Regions from separate parts of the Zea mays genome. Here all the other regions are linked to region 2. A link is a contact called in public Hi-C data. All regions are on one chromosome and are shown on one strand. The core of a region is the stretch at or near the end of the contact, and the rest is flanking DNA. Distances in the headings are between cores, read along the strand shown.

Region 1 (4,127 bases), core at 577-3,076, 220 kb after region 2:
AAAAAATAGTACCGGAAGGGAAATAGTCCATCCTAACAAATTGAAAACTCTTTTTATTATTTATTTCTTAAAACTTATAACTGAACTTATGTTTCTATTTTATTTTAACTAACATTGATTTAAATAAAAAAATCCCATAGTATAACTATTTATTAGGACATTTTCCTTGGATTTCTTTTACTAATCTCAAAAATCATAATTTTGGGTGTTACAATAACCTACATGTGCTTTTCCACATCCATGACTCACAATAGGTTTTTTAAAAGCTATAACTCAACCAAATACACCTTTAATATCTCATTTGGTAGGGTTGTTTTAGTCGGAGTCGACTCACATTTTTAGAGAAATCATGTTGAATGATTTAATAGATAAGTTAGTTTCTAGCAAAAAATTGCTATGGTCCGTAGAGGAGGTGCCCTCCTCTCGAACAAGTCCTGTGAACAAGCTAACAAAGTATATGTTGAAGTTATTCTAATAAAGTTGCTTGTTGGCGCAACTATGTAAAAAGTTTTTTTCCAGATATATGCTAATATGAAAATTCAGTATTTTAAAGATGTAATTATAATTCGTGATATTCGGTGGTTACCATTGTTCGGTAAGAAAATCTGGTCCGTGCCATTATCTACGTGCGTATAAGGCTCGTTCGAGAAGATGAAAATACCCTTATTGACTCGCCACGATACCGCCACAACCGGCGTCATCGGTGGCCACACTCGTCGGGTGTTGGCGCACCTACAACGATAGCGGTCTACTGCTCTGAGCCATCGTCCTACGCTCGACGAAGGGGCCCTCGTGGCAGCACAGGATGTTGCCGCTCGTCGGGTGGCTGATGTACTAGTACGTGCCGACACAGTGGTGGTCGACAGAAGGGTAGAAACAGTAGAGCAGAAAGTTGGACAACAACAACAACACCAACATGGCTAGCCGCCTAGCTACCTCGCTACCTCTCCCACACGCTTAGGGAAAGAAGCTAGCTGTCCCTCTCTGCAAGGTTCACCCTTGCATGCTCAGGAAGGGTTTGGTTGCTCCCTTTGCCATGCACGCTTGCCTGCTTAGGCTTTCTTTACTTGCGAGCTCGAGATGGCGTTGGGCGCTTTAGGAGCCGACTGTGAAGCATACCGGCCACGAAGAAGAACATGGAAGATGAAGGAATCGACGATGAGAATAACAAGGACCGACGATGAGATAACAGGGACCGCGATCGGCGATGAATCCATTTTGATAGTTATAGAAGGGTAAAAGGACAATACAAATGTACAGTATAAGCACTATCATAGGTAATTGACACGGACCAAATTCTCTAATTGAATAATAGCAACCATCAGATATCATGAATTATAATGGTATATTAGAATACTAAATTTTTATAATGATATATATGTGAGAAACTCAAAGAGAGAGAGAGAGAGCGCGGGTTGCGCCAGATATCATGAATTAGCTAGTATATTAGAATACTAATTTTTTATAATGGTATATATGTTTGAAACTCTAAGAGAGAGCGCGAGTTCTGGCGTAACGCTATCTTAACTGTTGTTGGTGACTAGAGAGGCGTGATACCTATTTTTGGTTTCTATAAAAGATGTGACATGTGAGCTTTAGGCTATTTTTAATAATAATATGTAAATAAGAGTGTAAAATACTGTTTTATATTATAGATGTATTTATTGAAGGGTGAAGTTTGTAACTGAGAGGTGAAACCGACGGATGAGATAGGGAGACTGCTCGATATTCAATTCAACGCACACTGCCACTAGGGCCTTCAGTTCAGCTACATCAGTCAATCCACACACGACACCCCGCACAGCCACACGCGGCCGCGCTGGGAACGAGACTTGGTCGCAGTCGCTCCCGGCTCACGGCTCCTTGCTGCACGCCGTATGCTGTCGCCCGCACCACAAGTCCACGACCAGCACTCCCTTCATAGACCCCCCTCCGGCGAATCCCTCACCAATCCAGCGTTCACACGTCCTTCTTGCTTCAGTCCACTCCAAGGTAAGCCCCAAACCCTAACTTATCTCCGTTTCCGGTGGCATTCGATTTGGGCAGCTAGGGTTCTGTAAAGTTGTTGGATATGGTTAGATCAGGTGGAAGATGCCCAATTTCAGCCACTGGCTATTGAATTTGAGAGACATGGTTACTTGTGCTCTCTACTAGATATTCCGGCCGATTTGTCCTTTTTTTAAAAGCATCAATACGGATTCGATATTTTTTTGAAGCAAATTACTGATTTGAGATTGTTGTTGTACTTTTACAACTTGCTAACGTGACTTTGTATGCTCAACTCACGTATATAGGTTAGGTGGACAATATGTCAAGCTCTAACCAGATGTGTTCTGATGGCAAGTTTGGGAGAGGTAAGCTTTTTGGTTCTTTTCAATTCGTCTTCCTTTCAACTAAGAAAGGAAATACTATAGCGTTCCAAGCTATCTTTTGATGTAGTATGTTGCGTAAATATCCCAAATGGTTAAGTTTGGAACTGCTTTTGATACAGACATAGAATTATGGATATTTTGATTTATGATCAAGACATAAATTGACTTGTGGATTTTTGCAAATGTTTCAGTGACAGTGTTCTTGCTGAGGCTATTTCTTGTTATGTTTTTGCTCTTGCTATCCTCTATATCCTCTATTGCACTATTAGTTTTGATTGTACCTTTTGACAATGCCATGTGGAATTTCTAAGTAATTTGACTTAACACAATCAACTTTGTACTTTAATTTTGCAACCCTTGTGGCATTTGCATTGGACCTAGTCTAGGAGACCTTGATATAATGCACCTTTTTGATACAGCTAATTAGGGCAACCAATTGTGAATGAAAACTTGAAAAGTACACCTTAATAAGCAATTAATGCAGGTCTGTTGCCAGCCATAAATATTGTGAAAATACATCTTAGGTAAAAAAACCTTATGGTCCAACGTAGGTTTACTGCGCAACAAAAATAAGGGGCAGACCCACTGCCGGAGGCTCCCACATGGTTGGGGTATGGAGAAGGGATAAACTGAGGAAAAACCTCTCTCTCTCTCCCCCTGCAAATGCGGAGAGGCTGCTTCGAACTCGTGACCTAGTGACTGAGTGAGACAGCTCTCACCACTGTAACAGGCATGCCTTCTGTGGCAATAATAAGGAATAAAAGAACTTTCTCTTGTCTCCATCCGGTTCCATTTGGCTGTTGTGTTGACCCCCTTACCAGGACTATACACGGAGCCAAATAAGATGAAGGTCACAGGGGTGTGCTACAGCTCAGTGAAGGGCCAGACACCACAAGATCGCTGAATTTGGCTGTGGTGTAGATAGAGACACTAGAGACTTGACCTAGGTAATGGTGGCACCTCCTGATCCGACTCCTTGAAGCTCGATGTGGTTGGTGGGGAGGTCAATCTGGTGACAAGGACCTTCACTCAACTGGAGAGTAGCTCAATCTGGCAGCCAAGAGCTCGATTATTTTGTAGCATTTCTGATTGTGGTGGAGGGGTGTCAGCCATGAAGTATGGGAGCAGGGAAGAGGTGCCTATTTAGGGAAATCGCTGGTAAGGGAATGTGAACATGAAGAGGACCTCTACTGGGGAGCGGAAGCAGAGTGGCCTTTGCTATGATGGGAAGATGAACGCCATAGGGTGTGTTTCGTTTGTCTGCCCCACTCATTCTGCATGGATGAGCCATATAAAGCTGAGCGAGAAGTCTGAAGTCTGTTTGGTTGGCTGCATGCCTGGATGAGCAGATACAATTGCATGAGTGCATACAGGCTGGTGGAATACACCAAAATCGAGCTTCACTGTCGAGCCAGGCTGAGTGGGTACAGTATAAAGGTGATGGGCCCACGTGTCAGTCTTGCAGGTTAGAGAGGTTGCATCTGCCTCATGCAGGCAACCAAACAACATCTTCGTTTTTTTTCATCCGCTCATGCAACCCCCTCACCAAACACCTTTTCTGAAATACGGTTCCACTCAGTCTGCATTCCCTCAGCCTGGATATATGATGCAAACCCCATACACCAGCCAAACACACCCATAGCTGCAGAAAATGGGAGGGATGATTGGAGCTATAGGTTTTGTTTTCTACTATATTATGCCTTGTGACCTGCCAACAACCTTTTTTGAGTGATACAAGTTGTGACAGGGAGGAGG
Region 2 (4,435 bases), core at 1,233-3,732:
CCTGTAGAATTTGCCTTTCAACTTATGTGGCACTCTCTTGTCACATATGCTCCCGATGCTTGACGCTATTTCATCCACCCCGTTTTGATTCTATGGCTAACATCTTCATCAATATCACCATCTCTTTGTAGCATCGATCCCAAATAACGGAAGGTGTCCTTTGGTACTACATGGCCTCCCAAACTTACATCTTCATCCTCACTAATTGTAGTACCAAAGTCACATCTCATATACTCAGTTTTGGATTGGGTTTATATAGGAGGCTTCATTCCCCTTATATAGTCGAGAAAGTGGGTGTTCGTCTTTACATGACAATTTTTGATGGGTATATTATTTCCCGCCTTTGGGTCGTAGGTTGTCTCCTACGCTCCCGAAGGCATGCCATCACTCATGTTTGCCCCAAGATCCTATCATTTCTTGTCTAACCTGACTAGAGGGCAGTTAGTCCTTCTAGAGGGGCATTTGTGGCCTAGGTGCATCCCTAGGGGTATGATGAGTAGTTTGCCTTGGAGTTGTCTCCATCAACTGGGGAATGGTGAGTAGTTTGCCTTAGAGTTGTCTCCACCAATTTACATCTTGTTTGAGGCGTCTAACCGCCCTACACTCATTATGAGGCCCATTTGGCCTGCAGGTCATTGTTGTCTTTTGAGGAGCCGAGCGATTGGAAAAATACTTTGGAGTCTTTCATACTATACATGTTTTTACCCGGTGTACGTCAGGAGCGTGCATCGGATAGTTGGAGGATCATGAATGTGTTAGCCTTCCATAGAGGTTTATGGCACCTCTAGTCTGTGGCGTTATAGTCTTATCAGGATTTTACGGCCTAGGCTGACCTAGCTTAAAGTGGTTGAGGTCGAGGGACTTCTAGACAAAGAGCCAACTTGGTTGGGATCGCTATTGTCGGGTTTGACTTAGTCGGGGTGATCAAGTCAGGGGAGCTCTAGTTGGGACTAATGTGGTTAGGGTAATCAAATTAAGGCTGCTTTGGTCTAGGCCGACCTGGTCGGGATAATCAAGTCAAAGCTATTTTAGTTAGGGTTATGTTGTATGATGTTTTTTCTTAGAGTGGGCCTTTCAGTTTGTCTTTGGGTACTCCTAGTACAGGTACACATCAGAGGTTGTATCTATCTTTGTTGCTTCCTTAAAAGTCCGCAGGAGTAGAAAACAACACAAGTTGACAAGGACACAAAAATACAACGAATGATGTGGTTTATACACGTAGTGTTTGGTTCTCGAGCGAGGTAAAACTTAGCGGCTTTGTTCTAACTTTTGTATTGTTTGACCGAGGGAAGAATGAAACAAAGCAGCTACAAAAAGAGAATATTTCCTAATATATTGAATACTATCGCTTAAAAAACAATCAAACTTTTTCGCACACGAATGTTGTTGTTCGAAGCCACTCCCTAAGAATGTGAGAAGTATATAACGTTTCAACCAAACATACGATAGAGCGGCTTGGTTCTATATAACCAAATAAAAAACAACACGACTATATCCTAACTTACAAATACGGAACATAACCATTATATTTTCAGAAACTAAAATGGAACCATCTCATCCAACTATACTTGACAACCAAATACTGCATTAAAACTTTCACCTATCCGACCATCGCCCAGAAACCCAGCAATGCAAGTACAACGCGTGCCGTCGGGGAGAGGGAGACGCTGTCCGTCTCTGCCCCCCGTGACATCTGCCTGCCTGACGGCGTCGTGTCGCTGGACGTGCCGCCGGCGTGCGCTGGAGGGCTTGCGGCGGTCCCGACGGAGAGGACGAGCTTGCCCATAGCAGCCAGGTTTTCGGGGGCCATGGCGTGCGTATCGGGCACTCCTCTGGTGACCGAGGGCCCGACCTGCCACACCTGGTTCACCACTTTGATGCCCTTGTCCAGCTGCAGCGTGGCGTACAGCCGGATCCTCCCGCCACTGGCCACGTCGGCGGCGAAGCCGGCGGTGGGGAACGCGATGGGCGTCGAGGCGGCGCCAACCGCGTAGCTGGTGATGTTGTAGGTTCTGACGGTGGGCACGGACGAGGAGGCGCCAGGCACGAAGGCCAGCAGCGCTTGCGTGCCCACCATGCCGTTGCCAGTGGGGTTGATGCCCCAGGCCACCCACCCGCCGGGCGCTGCCGGCACGGCCACGAAAGCCAGCGACAGCAACGGCCCGGACGCGTAGTCGTAGTAGGTCCAGTGCAGCGCCGTGCCGAGCTCCGGGAGGTCCTGGCACGTCACGTAGGTCTTCCCTGATGGGAAGACCTCACTGGCGCACGCGGACATGACCGCCGGCAGGGCCAGCGTGAGCAGGAGCACCACAAGCTGGTGAACCGCCGCCGAAGCCATGAACAGTTGACGCTGATCCTCTGACTACTTCAGTTCAGCAGCCGCCGCCTCTGTTACTGCTAGCTGCTGCTCTGTTCTACTATACTAGTGCGTGGGCTTAATTCGATTGGATCAGGCGTAATAACGCTGTGGCGAAACACAAAAGTATCTCGAGTGCCGATCCCATCTCATCACTAGCAGATTGCGACGTCCAATCAAGTATCAAAGGCTGATTAATGTCTAGATGGATACGGTGAAGAGCACGTTGACACTGACGTCAACACAAGCTCAGAAGAAAACTTACGTTGAATTTTTCTTTTCGGCCGCCAACCAAATATGCCCCGAGGTCTTTGGATCCGTGCTAAATAAGTTACTGTAGATTTGTTCGGAGTTAAAACAGTCTAACTTCGATCAAATTTATAGTGGGGGTTGCGCCTTTGCATAAGGTCTTCAAACCCATCAATGTCATCTATCTCCGTACTTGTTTCATAAACAACTAAATAACCTTCGTCAGAAAAAATAGGTAACAGCTTCAGGGCAGAAGACCAGGGACAGAAATGAAGCGCCACAAATTAATCGAAACATTATTGGTCGGACGGTTTGGCTCATCGGTCGTGGCCTGTCTTCGGATGACGCGGTCCAGCAGTTTCTTGCGGAGTAAGCTGAATCTGCGTGCTAGTATGTTATTAGAACAACACAGTGACGGACAGCATCATTCCATGATTTGAACCAAACGCGGATGTAGGCTCGGACGTAGATCTGGATGACTCTGGAAGCAGCTCAACCTAGAAACAAAACATACCATAAGAGTAGACAAGGGAGAGAAATGAAGCGCCACAAATTAATCCAAACAAGTAACTAAGGGTGTCTCCAACAACGTCCCTTAAATTTTATGCTCTAAAAAATATTCATTTTCCTTTACAACACACTCTAAAATATTTCGTCCTCTATATATTCCTCGTCTCCAGCAGCATCTTCTAAATTCCATCATTTATATCCATTCTCTACACTTTCTTCTTCCATATTTACAAAAAAATCAAAACTGTATTTTCTCACAAAAAATTGAGACCTTTACAAATTCAAATTAGTTTTTATTCGTATTAATAAATACCTTTTACAACGGCGGCGTTCAGGTCGTTGGGAATTTCCTTTTTCCCGTTCCTGTGCCTCTGGTCGACCAGGTTGGGCCACGCGAAGACCAGAACAGTGCCGCCACCGATCTCCTGTGCATCGTGGCAGTCAACCACCTAAACACCGCTGCAACTGAGCTTCTCCATGCTCGTGGTGCTCCTCCCTAGCCGAGCTCCTTCACTCTGTCGCATCCGACCTTCTCCGCGTCGCCTGCCAACGACGTCGTCACCGCCTACCCCAACCTCCATGTCCGGGAGCTTCAGCTACAGGACACGCTCGTTGCCGGCGATGCCCTCACCGTAGCTGTCTACTCGCACAATGCGGTGTCCTGGTGGAAAAGCCGCGCTCGGTTGGCCGGACAGCGCGTGCACAGTGATCCGCTAAGAATAGCATGTGCAAGTACCGACCACTATTTTATGGGAAGCTTTACAGTTCGTTGTTGGACGCTATAGAGGAGGTTGCGCTCGCCACATTTAGGGTATAGAACGGTATATAGTTCCTTGTTAGAGAGAGTCTAAGAGACGAACGAGAACTTGAGCAGCATACCCAACATGGCTTAAGGAGAAAAGGTACCATAATACCCTCGACGGGCTCTATAGGTTGTATGTATAGAACTTGGGACATAAATGTAATTTCTTTAGAAGTTGTACGCCGAGCTGATCCTATAAATAGGGATATAGTGCCCATGCAGAAGTCGGGCTGCGGTTCAAGTGCTCATATATTTTCGAGTCCTCTAAGAGGGACTACAGACGTCTAAGAGGAGGGTGAATTAGGACTTCTTCAGACACTCATCAAGTGCCTCAAAGGTATATTTGTAATTAACCGTTGATCGAAGGAAAAAGGATAAAAGTTCAAGTTTATGACTGAAGGGACTACAGACATCTAAGAGGAGGGTGAATTAGGACTTCCAATTTTATCACTAATGTAGGACACACATAATTGTACTAAAAATACCTATACAAATAACTTAATCAATAATGTGCAAAC
Region 3 (4,557 bases), core at 188-2,687, 170 kb before region 2:
GCTGGCACCGCCCGACGGCGTGCCAGGGGCCACCAACGGCGACGCCATGACGGGCGGTGCAGGCTCCACGGGCTCCTGTTCACCCTCGGAGCGAGCGCGCGGGTGCTTCACCGTCTGCACCACCTCCGTGATCGATGACATTGCCGTCTCCTTCTGCCGGTCTACGGTGTCGAAGAATACATACGTCGTGAGGGAGGAACGCAGGGCAAGGACAGGCAAGGCATGAGAACGCAGAGGGCTCACCGTCGTAGTGGATGAGGGACACTGGCATCTCGTTTGGCCGCATGCGCTTTTCGCTGAGCCCCTCCGTGTACTTGCTCACCTCGACTTGCATCCTGTCACGGCAGTTCCATGAATCACAAAGCAGAGTAAACAGTACAGCAAGAGGATAAGATAGATAGGTCGCATGGGTTACCCGATGAACTTGATGACCTTGCCGTTGTCGTCGCGGATGGGGGTGACGGTGAGCATGTTCCAGAAGGGCGTGCCGTCCTTGCGGTAGTTGAGCAAGCGGCCGCAGAAACTGCGGCCGGTTTTAACGGCGTCCCGGATCTTGGCAACCTCGTTCATGTCCGTGTCGGGGCCCTGCAGGAAGCGGCAGTTGCGGCCGGTGACTTCCTTGGGGGTGTAGCCGGTCATGGTGTAGAAGCCGGCGCTGGCGTAGATGATGGGGCAGTCCGGGCGGGTGGCGTCGGAGACCACGAAGGTCTGCTGCAGGCTGGACAGCGCGTCCTTGAGCTCCTGCGACACCCGCGGCATCGACGAGTCCCCCGACGCGCGCGCGCCGTCCATGGACGACCTGGTGCTGCCCACGCCACTGTCGCGGCCGCGCTGGAACGAGGCCTGCCTGTTGCCGGCACTGGCCGTGGTCGTGGCCGTGGCCGTGGCCGTGGCTGTGGAGGGCGACGCCAGCTCCACTATCTCCTTGCCCGCGCCCGACACTGAGCGTGGCGCCGGGAACGCGAAGCCGCTGCCGGCGTCGGAGCCAGACGGGAACGCCATCCACTTCTCCACCATCTCGGCCGCTTGCCTTGACGATGACTCCGCCATGGATGCTTGCCCCCGAAGACTACGTACGAGACTCTCGCGATCAACGGCGGTAGGACAGGTGCGGGAGAACAACCATCTGCCGAAGCAAGCACCGCTTCTGGCAAAAGCACAGCAACAAATTCTGAGGACAATATTGAGAAATTTTGGGCAGCCTGCTTTAGTATGGGAATGAGGGGACAATTGAAGTGATTTTTTACTACCAAAACCAGCTTGACGCCGCTCCCTGTCCCTCCCGTGAACCAATCAATCACGCGGCTATGGTACAGTTTGCTCAGGGGCCGCGGGGAGGAGCCTCCGGACAGGCGACCAAGAAAGTAGAGCAGAGACGGAAAGAATGGCGGAAGAAGCAGGGCAGGCACAGCGAGCGGATAATGCAATCCGGCCTTGTCCTTGTGAGCGACTCACGGTCGTCTCGTCCCGCCCCTCCATCTGTTTCCATGGCCGCGCGACGGCCACCGGTCCCCTCACCCGCGGCCAGCTCGGCACCACGCCGGGCGTGATCGGGGTCGCTAGGGCCGCATCCTGCGGTCGAGGACGGACGGGCCGTTGCAGTTCGACGGGTGGAGCGTGGGCTCGGCGCTCCACGACGACGGCGACGGCGACGCGACATATCATTTGAGGCGGGCGTGTGGCTACGGGAGCGCGCGAGTTGGGCTGGTTGGATGGGTGGGCGGTGTCGTGGCGGGGCGGGGCGCCGTTCGTACAACGTCCCTGTCGCGAGGGAGGGAGGTTGCGACGACCACGACGGCCAAGGTAACAGCGCAGCGGGGAATCGACGCGGGTGCGGAACACGGGAACAAGAGCCTCCACCTCCCGCTTCCTCGTGAACACAGCTTGTTCAGGTGGATTTTTCCGGTGCTTAGGTACCGTTTGGTTCAGATATCTGTAACGTTTGGTTCAGATATCTGTAACGTAATGGGTAAGTGATAACGTTAAATCATGTTTGTTTTAGTTCCACCGTAATCAGATACCATACTAAAAATTGATACCGGACTATTCAAACTTGTTACCGACAGTAATCGAATGTAAACCATTATCATTACCCTTTGCGTTACATTTCGTGAACCAAACAGCACCATCTTTATGGTTATTGCTACTACGGTACATAAATTATTTATCACATAACCATTACTTCGTCCGTCCACATCCGGCCACATGAATTAATCGTTTATGCTAAGTTAATCATTATCAACTTTAACGGTTATACTAGATGTTTCATAAGACTTTACAACATAAAAACAAAATTATTAATTTATTATGATTTGAACTATCATAATATATAATTCTTTAAGTTTAACACAATTTAATATTATACATATTGTTGATCAAAGTTGATAATGATTGACTTAGCACAAATCCAAAACGACTAAATTGTTGGACGGATGGAGTACATAAAAACAAACAACACATATATTGTAATCAACTTTAATATCTCACAAATTCTTATGCAACATACTGACAATTTCCAACCAAACCCACACGCTACTGAAATTCCTCAAACGGCTAAGCTAACCTCAAATTGAGAAGGTTGTTTTAGTAATTTCATCATTTTAATAATTAATGTTTTGTACAAAGAAAATGTTCTCCTTCCTTCTCCAATGCCCCTAAATTGGTTGTGATCCAAGTACATAAGAACCTGTCCATTCAAGAAGGCATATGCAACTCAACCAGTCAAGACAAGTATGGGGTTTATCTTCTTTAGCAGCCTTTAGTCCCAAAAGAAATATGCAGAAATATTTCAAAAACATGTGTAGGATGTGGGTCATGGACAATGATATCAATTCAGTAATTCAGGTAAACCAAGGGAATCTACAACATCATACAAATCCACTACATATATCTAAAACCTCCAAAGCTATAACACCCCGTCCAATTTCGGACCGGCGGTACTTACTCCTAGCAACTCGCTAGGATCATATATTGTCCCCACAGACCAACATGTGTCTTTTGTGCACACTTTGTCCTCACTCATGCGCACCCGAGAAAACTTCTCGGTCGGTCACTCATCCCAAATTGCTCCAAGCCAAGCACGCTTAACTTGGAGGTTCTTTCGAGCTAGGCTTCCGAAAAAGAAGGTGCACCTTGTTGATATGGATACTCTATTAATTCTATTGAGCCTTGGGCCAGGATATCCCATCCATCAGGGCCAGGATATCACAATCCACCCCCTTAGAAGACCGACGTCCTCGTCGGTCAACCCCAATCCAGGAACCTCCCCTCTTAGCCACGTCTGTGTGTCTAGTGTCGTCATATGCCATGCTATGTGACCACTCCGGGCCTACACGTCTGTGTGTCGTCGTTTGTTTTGGGGAAGACTATATAAACACTCATCTCTCTCAAAACCCTAAAACACTCGAACCCAGGCTCATTGATGGCTGCACTCACATCATTCAAAGAGACTCCACTCCATTCTCACACCCCAAGTCCTTCTCCCTTCGATTGGTGGGAAGTTTTTGTGGTGTGATATAAGTTCTAAGATCTCAAACGTGATTTTGATTCTAATTCCTCGATCTCTATTTCTTGAGTTGGTGCAATCGTTCTTAGTTGTGGATTCATTGTTCTTGGAACATGTTGTTCCTCGATGGATTGTATTTTGCCTTGGTCATTCTCACAAAAGTTCAAGTTTTTGGTAGAATTTTCAGGTGTAGCCTATTCACCCCCTCTAGGCTACTTTCACATGGTTGCACAACATATAATCTCATACTCTGGTTAGTCCACTGACTACACGAAAGTACTACCGATGTTGACAATCACTCATCATTAACTCGAATCACAAGGAACAAGTCAACCTTGTGTTTGCAAGTCTAAGATCCCGTCGAGGCATGGCAGGCAGGCCATCATCAAGCTTCAGAAACCCAATGTTCTTCGCCATGTAGCAGCAGGTTTAGGTTTCCAAGTTATCTGGGTAGCAATATAAGTAGTCATCTTCTCTACCACCAAAAATGGTTACTCTCAACGAATACCTTAGTTTTTCAGCAATTTCTTGAACTTCGGCAATTTGTTCCACAGTAAGCTCCTTGTCGGCTGCATGGCCAGTAACATACTTAGGTGACCCGATCACTTATTCGCTTTCAAGAACATGTGTTTTCTCTTCGAAATATTCTTTCTCCTTCTTTGCTAGCTCCGCAACTTTCTCATTCTTCTCACCCTCAACATTTTCAGGAATAATTTCTCCTTTAGGGGTATTATCGAGGGTTTTGGTTGACTTTGGCAATACCACAACTAGCGCACCTTCAGGTGTCTCCTTTTTTTGGAGAACACACCTTCTGCTCAATCATAGATGTATCTTCGACAGATGTTGTGTCGAAGAGCACACTGAAACCAAGGCCACCCTTTTGCCCATTTTCGGCGTTTTTCAGGTAGCTAGCTTCGGCTTCGGCTCCTTGCTCACTAGAGGGACTTCATCTTGAATGGGAACTTACACTACTTATCCATTCTTTTTCACCTCTTTTTCCCACCAAAATAGAAACCATTCAATATCCGTTGGAATGAGCCCTATTCCCTAAA

What was found. A called contact is a pair of places that touch in the nucleus more often than the background predicts.
Region 1: a Hi-C map of tassel shows a contact between it and region 2, with 4 times the contacts expected there. The contact joins the promoter of LOC100193607 here to the promoter of LOC103643338 in region 2. A contact is called at or near these places in 5 of 25 Hi-C or Micro-C datasets (ear, leaf and tassel).
Region 3: a contact with region 2 is called in a Hi-C map of ear, with 1.8 times the contacts expected there. The contact joins the promoter of LOC100281086 here to the promoter of LOC103643338 in region 2. A contact is called at or near these places in 3 of 25 Hi-C or Micro-C datasets (ear, leaf mesophyll and tassel).

The regions. Positions count from the first base shown.
Region 1 is chr1:225,634,844-225,638,970 of Zm-B73-REFERENCE-NAM-5.0, forward strand. It overlaps LOC100193607, which reads left to right and starts at 1,827. Exons shown (of 7, transcript NM_001138709.1): 1 at 1,827-1,992; 2 at 2,295-2,354. The coding sequence starts at 2,309.
Region 2 is chr1:225,417,001-225,421,435 of Zm-B73-REFERENCE-NAM-5.0, forward strand. LOC103643338 (auxin-induced in root cultures protein 12) reads right to left here and starts at 2,483. Exons shown (of 1, transcript XM_008666499.3): 1 at 1,399-2,483. The coding sequence starts at 2,338. The coding sequence ends at 1,601.
Region 3 is chr1:225,244,050-225,248,606 of Zm-B73-REFERENCE-NAM-5.0, forward strand. It overlaps LOC100281086 (phototropin-1), which reads right to left and starts at 1,438. Exons shown (of 22, transcript NM_001367345.1): 1 at 416-1,438; 2 at 244-335; 3 at 1-161. The coding sequence starts at 1,050.